Regions from separate parts of the Mus musculus genome. Here region 1 is linked to region 2. The links are chromatin contacts, called in public Hi-C maps. All regions are on one chromosome and are shown on one strand. Each heading gives the region's core, a stretch centred on a gene start, on an enhancer-like site or on the middle of the called end of the contact. The rest is flanking DNA. Distances are from core to core; before and after follow the strand shown.

Evidence for each region. A called contact is a pair of places that touch in the nucleus more often than the background predicts.
Region 1: a Hi-C map of cortical neurons shows a contact between it and region 2, with 2.2 times the contacts expected there. The contact joins two enhancer-like sites. A contact is called at or near these places in 4 of 484 Hi-C or Micro-C datasets (Sertoli cells, cortical neurons, uterus and 1 more) and 1 of 115 datasets of contacts at active chromatin or transcription factors (the 230-238 cell line).

The regions. Positions count from the first base shown.
Region 1 is chr5:25,800,562-25,803,311 of GRCm38.p6, reverse strand. The region is part of intron 2 of Actr3b (ARP3 actin-related protein 3B); the gene reads right to left. Among named protein-coding and RNA genes, the nearest start is that of Gm42237, 30 kb to the right of the region's middle. Within about 2 kb of position 1,376, at least 16 of the 459 cell types and tissues checked have an H3K27ac peak or open chromatin away from gene starts, as enhancers often do. A contact at or near this core is called in cortical neurons, where this site is marked.
Region 2 is chr5:25,718,292-25,720,991 of GRCm38.p6, reverse strand. No RefSeq gene overlaps it. Among named protein-coding and RNA genes, the nearest start is that of Xrcc2, 14 kb to the right of the region's middle. Within about 2 kb of position 1,396, at least 5 of the 459 cell types and tissues checked have an H3K27ac peak or open chromatin away from gene starts, as enhancers often do. A contact at or near this core is called in cortical neurons, where this site is marked.

The DNA of each region.
Region 1 (2,750 bases), core at 127-2,626, 82 kb before region 2:
TTCAAAACTTAACTCAGAAAATACACAATTCCTTTGGAATTGGAGTGCACTTTAAAAAATAGCAACATTATGAGCTGAAAAATATTGCAATGTTTGACTCTATCAAAATCTAAAATTTCACACTTTAAAAATGTCACAGTGCACTAGGAATGTAGCTCAGTGGTTAGTACACACAAACATCACAAAGATAAACAAATAGTCACAAAAATAGGAATAATAGCTGTAACAAATCAGTACATGATGCCTAGTGTCCCCACAACACAAAACTTACCAAAAATGCAATTTTAAAAATGGAAAAAAGCATGAACAGCTAAGGAATGGTGCTCAGGTTTACCACTAAGCACAGAAATCAAATTCTAAAAGCCAGGTAACTTTACATTCGCTGGAGTTGCCAGTAGGCAGAGACCAAAACTGGATTCCTGAGAAGCCGGCAGCAGAGCAGCCACACAACCAGAGCAGCTTGGATCCCTGCTCGGGCAGGTGAGCAAGGGCACCCGTTCTGTAAAATAGAAAAACTGGAAAATATTTGTGTTGCTAAAATGTTAGCTGGATGTAATAACCTATGTCTGCAATCCCAGCACGGGGAGGCTGAAGCAAGAGGAGTCTACAAAAGGAGACGAAGTTTTATAGTCTCACTAGACTTGGCTTCAGAACTGCATACATTAGCAGTTATAGAAACTAAAGACAACACTGAAGAGGTTTTTTTAAGATAATGTTGAAACGTTGAACAAAATTGCTTTTAAAATTCACAGCACAGTGGACCTTTATACATAGGACATAACGATGAAACATAACACTAGAATCTAGGCAGAAAATATCCACCAGAGGAAGGAACAGGAAGGAGGGGCTGAGACTGAGCCCGAAAGGTGTCATCACAGACAGCTGTCATCTGAGAACCTCACTTCAGGTGACAGCATAGCAAGCAAGTTCACTTACACCAACTAAAACATTCCAAAGCCTGTGTCCCGTCCAGGCCAGCGCTGGCCAGCACTTCCTTAAGGAGCACCTGACTGTATGTGTGCATTTGTGGGTGGGGTCCGGGAGCTTTCCTGTATTTTCTCTTGCATTTAATTAACCAAGCCAAAATATTAAGGCTATATTTAATTTCATTTAATTAGAAATAACAGGCCAGGAGTAAGGGTCCACATCTTTAATCTCGGCATCAGGAGAGCAGAGGCAGGTAAAGCTATGTGAGTTAGAGGCATGGAGAGGTCCAGGCCGGCCAGGGCTACACAGTAAGATCCAGCTCAAGAAAGAACAGCAGCAAATGCTACCTCAGGCCCCTCTGCTGGCAAGCCCTCATCCGAGAAGGCACCTAGTCTGAGCTGTTGGCAACTCCCCAGGATGCAGTGAGCACAGGGAACTCGCCCCCTCCACCCCGCCCTATTCACAGTGCTGTTCACTGCCCTCTCTCTTTACTGCTATGCTCACCCCACTCTCCTCAGCCTAAGCCTTGCACAACATCCTCAAAGCAAAAATAGGAAAAAAACAAAAAACAAAAAACCTTCAAACAATGAGGCCAAGACTACACAAAATCTTCAACAGACAGACACAAGTGAGGCCTGGACAGATTTACTGATAGTACAGTTCCAGTAGCCAGGCCCTGATGGAAGCCCTCAGGACCCTGTAAGCATTCCTGATGTCAAATTGAGGATCCCTAGGAAGACAATGCAGTCTATCACATGACTATTCCCCAGACCTCAATCCCATCTCCTGCCAGGCTGCATGGGGCTCAGCTTCCACCTCTCCATGTCCACATCCAGCCTGTAGCCCCTTGGATCACAGGCTTGCTTCAGCCCTGATGCCTGCCTGCCCTCCCTCCCTCCCTCCCTCCCTCCCTCCCTCCCTCCCTCCCTCCCTCCCTCTCTCCACTCTTCTTACCTATCCTCCCTTCTTCCTCTTTTTCTCTCTCCTGCACTATGGAATATGAGTCTGGTGCAAGCCAGGCCAGCTCCAGATCCATCTCTCCTGAAGCCACTTCAGCACACACATCCTCAAACCAGTCTTGTAAATGAGACCTCTGCAAACAGAAACCTCTCAGCACAAAAGCAAGCACTGGGTGAGTGAGTGGTCCAGGGTGACTGAGGCCTGCACCTACCTCAACACCCACACGTCTGCCCTAGCGTCTTCAACTGTGTTTCTGGCAAGGCTCTCCCATAAGAACTGCAGCCAACAGTACCGTGGTTTGGGGCTGGAGAGATGCCCAGTGGTTCAGAGCACACACCACTCTTGCAGAGGGTTTGAATTTGTCTCTCAGTATCCATCTCAGGTGGCTCAGCACTGCCTATAAATCCAGTTCCAAGGGACTCGATATCCTCTTCTGGACTGTGCAGGGCTCTGCACTCACGAGTGCACAAACCCACGTGCACACAAACACACACACATAAACTACAAAATAAAAAGATGAGGATGAAAGGATGGCTCTGTAATTGAGAAACCATCTGTAACTCCAGTCCCAGAGAATCCAATGCCCTCTTCTGACCTCTGCAGGCACCACACACACATGATGGATAGATATACATGCAGGCAAAACACCCCTATGTAGCAGAATTTTCCCTGTCCAATTATTTTAAATATTAATACAACAAGAAGCCTGGGATTGAACAGGGAAAGGGGAGGCAAAGCTAAGAGTTGCAAAGACAGGGAGTGACACAGGAGACGGGGAAAGATGGAAGATGAACGGGACAATTCAGATTCCATGAGGCTTTAAATAACCACAGGTAGCTATAATATCATATAGGGATAGAATA
Region 2 (2,700 bases), core at 147-2,646:
CTTTTTTCAGACTAACCATCTTTTTTCATTGGAGCCCAAAACAGGAATTCTTCACCCCAACTCATCAGGAAACAAATATATTTATAAGAAGACCATCATTCTAATCCTGTAAGTTGTAAGTGTGTGTTGCGGGGGGTGGGGGGTGGGAGGGTCACTTGATATGTTATAGTTGTTATCATCTAGGGATAGGTTGCTTTGCTTAGTTATTGTATATTATTAGAAATATAAATTTTGTTTAATTATTATATTCCACATTGATAGAAATGTAAGTTTTTTGTTTAATCATTATATATTGATAGAAATTTAAGGTTTTTCTTTTATTATTGTATATATAGAAATTTAAGGTCATTATGTTAGACTATTGTTTGACTATATTGTACATAAGTCATTTATTGAAAATGTGATGGCTCTTATAATTATTTCTATTGTGTATATATTGTTAATGTTAGAGAAAAGGATAATTCTTAAACGGAAATGGGGATATGAAGTGGAAACTTAATGATTCTTTGAAAAGTCAGTTGGATGGTGTTTTGCTGGGGCAAACGTGAAGGAGTGTTTTCCTGAAATGGACACAGATGAGAGGCTAAGGCAGACTCGTGAAGAAACATTTTGCTGAAGCAAACACAGGAGAGATGTTGTTTTGCTAAAGCGAGCAAGTGAAGGGACACGTGATGAAGGATTCTTTGCTAACAACACGCATGTATTGGTCTGCCTTACATTGCATAGTTGAGCTACATTTGTTGGGACTCCGTAGAAAGAAAATCACCAAAAAACTTCTAATGGTGTGCTGTGGCTTGTTGTAGTTTTTTGCAGCTTCCTCAGGCTTGGACTGATTGGCAAAGTGCAGCAGCTGAGACAGACACACGTGCTGAGGCAAGACCTGTGGACTGCACGTGATGTTTGGGGAGAGATGTTTGGAGTCTTCACTGACCTTCATTTCCGAGAGAGGCATGACTGAGAACTTCTCCTGGCGTCCCTCCATTCCCTCCAGCTGCCTGGCTGTCTCTGCTAGGCTGTGCCACCACTGCTGATTCGTGTTTACTATCCCGACTCTACCAGACTGGACTGCTGATGTATTCATGAAGTGTTTGCGGGTGGATCAAGCTGCTGCTGCTGACCTGTGAACTGAACTGCTGATTTCCAGACAACACAGATGGGAGTTGTTACAAAGGACCTTTCTAAACAGGTCCACTTTTCCCACATCCTTTCTTTCCCACTGCCTCTGGTGAGTGGTGTGTTAAAAGGGAGATTAAAGCAATTAACCATCTAAAAATAGGTGTTTGAAAAAAATTAAAGTTACAGACTGCCTCTTTAAGCGGTAGTGAGACTGACTGCCATTGCTCTCCTGGTGTTTCGAGTCTCACAATCCCAATGCAAGCCTGTCTCTTCGTTTCTCAGTTTGCGGCTGACAGCCTTTGGATGAACATTCTGGGCTGATGCCTGAGGACATTTAAAAATAGTATAGTGCTGAGCAGAAGCTAAATATATTGCCACAATTTCTATGTTGATCAATTATTTATCCATCTCAAATACTAAGATCAAGCAGGGGGAGAACTTACCTATTTCAACTTGACAAGCAATCAGGGAAGACTAGCAGCAACTACAAAGTTTCACGTCTAAAGTGAGTTAAATGGGTAAAAATGAGTCCTTTGCCACCAGTGGTTAAAAATGTGTAATGTATAAGGATTTTATAATTCATATGGAACACTTTAGTCATTTAACAGGAACACCATCTGGAGTCTCCAACACAGCCATAAACGTACTATGGTTTCTGTCACACATGTGCCCAACTCCTGTCTAATACAAAGGATGGAAACACTCAATTACCACTACACATAGCATCTTTATATCCTTACATTTCCTATATCGTATATACACTATTGGACAGGTTATTATTTTTGCTTCACTGGGTGCCTTTAAAGCTTTGTTTATTTTCTTATTCTAAAAAAATAGGCTGGAGTTACAGGCAGTTATGAGCTTCCCCAGTGTGGGTGCTGGGAACTGAACTCAGGTCCTCTGCAAAAGCAATACTCAATGTTAAGCACTGAGTCATCATCCATTTTTTTTTTTTTCCGACAGGATTTCCCGTTGCTCTGGCTGGCCATGAAATCACTATGCATCCAAGAATAACCTTGATCCTCTTGTCAGTATGCTCAAATTCTGGGGTCACAGGTGGGCTTCACCGCATCCAGGAACTTTGTTTTGATTCTTGGCTTTTCAAGGCAGGGCATCTATAGCAAAGGCTCTACCTTGTTCTGCAGCTGTGAAGAGCCTACCTCCTCTTACCTCTGTATCCCTAGGGCTGGAATTAGTGTTGCTTATGTGTATACATCCTAACAGACTTTATTGTTCATGTGTGGGGGCGCATACACATGGGGGAGCGAGTGCACTTGTAGGCTGAAGATTGTTGCTGAGAACCACCCTTCAGTGTCCTTCTACCTTCTTCATTAAGCTAGGATCTCAATCAGACCCAAAACTTTCTGGTAGACTTCACTTAAAGAGGAATTTTATGGGGCTACAGAGATGGCTGAGTACTTAAAAGTATCTGCTGCTCTTGCAGAAGACCAAGGTTCTATTCCAAGCACCCACATGGCAGGTCACAACCATCTATAACTCCAATCCTAGGGAATTCAAGGTCCTCTTCTGGCTCATGATGCACATAAAGGCAAAATACCCATACATACAAAATAAAAATAAAGG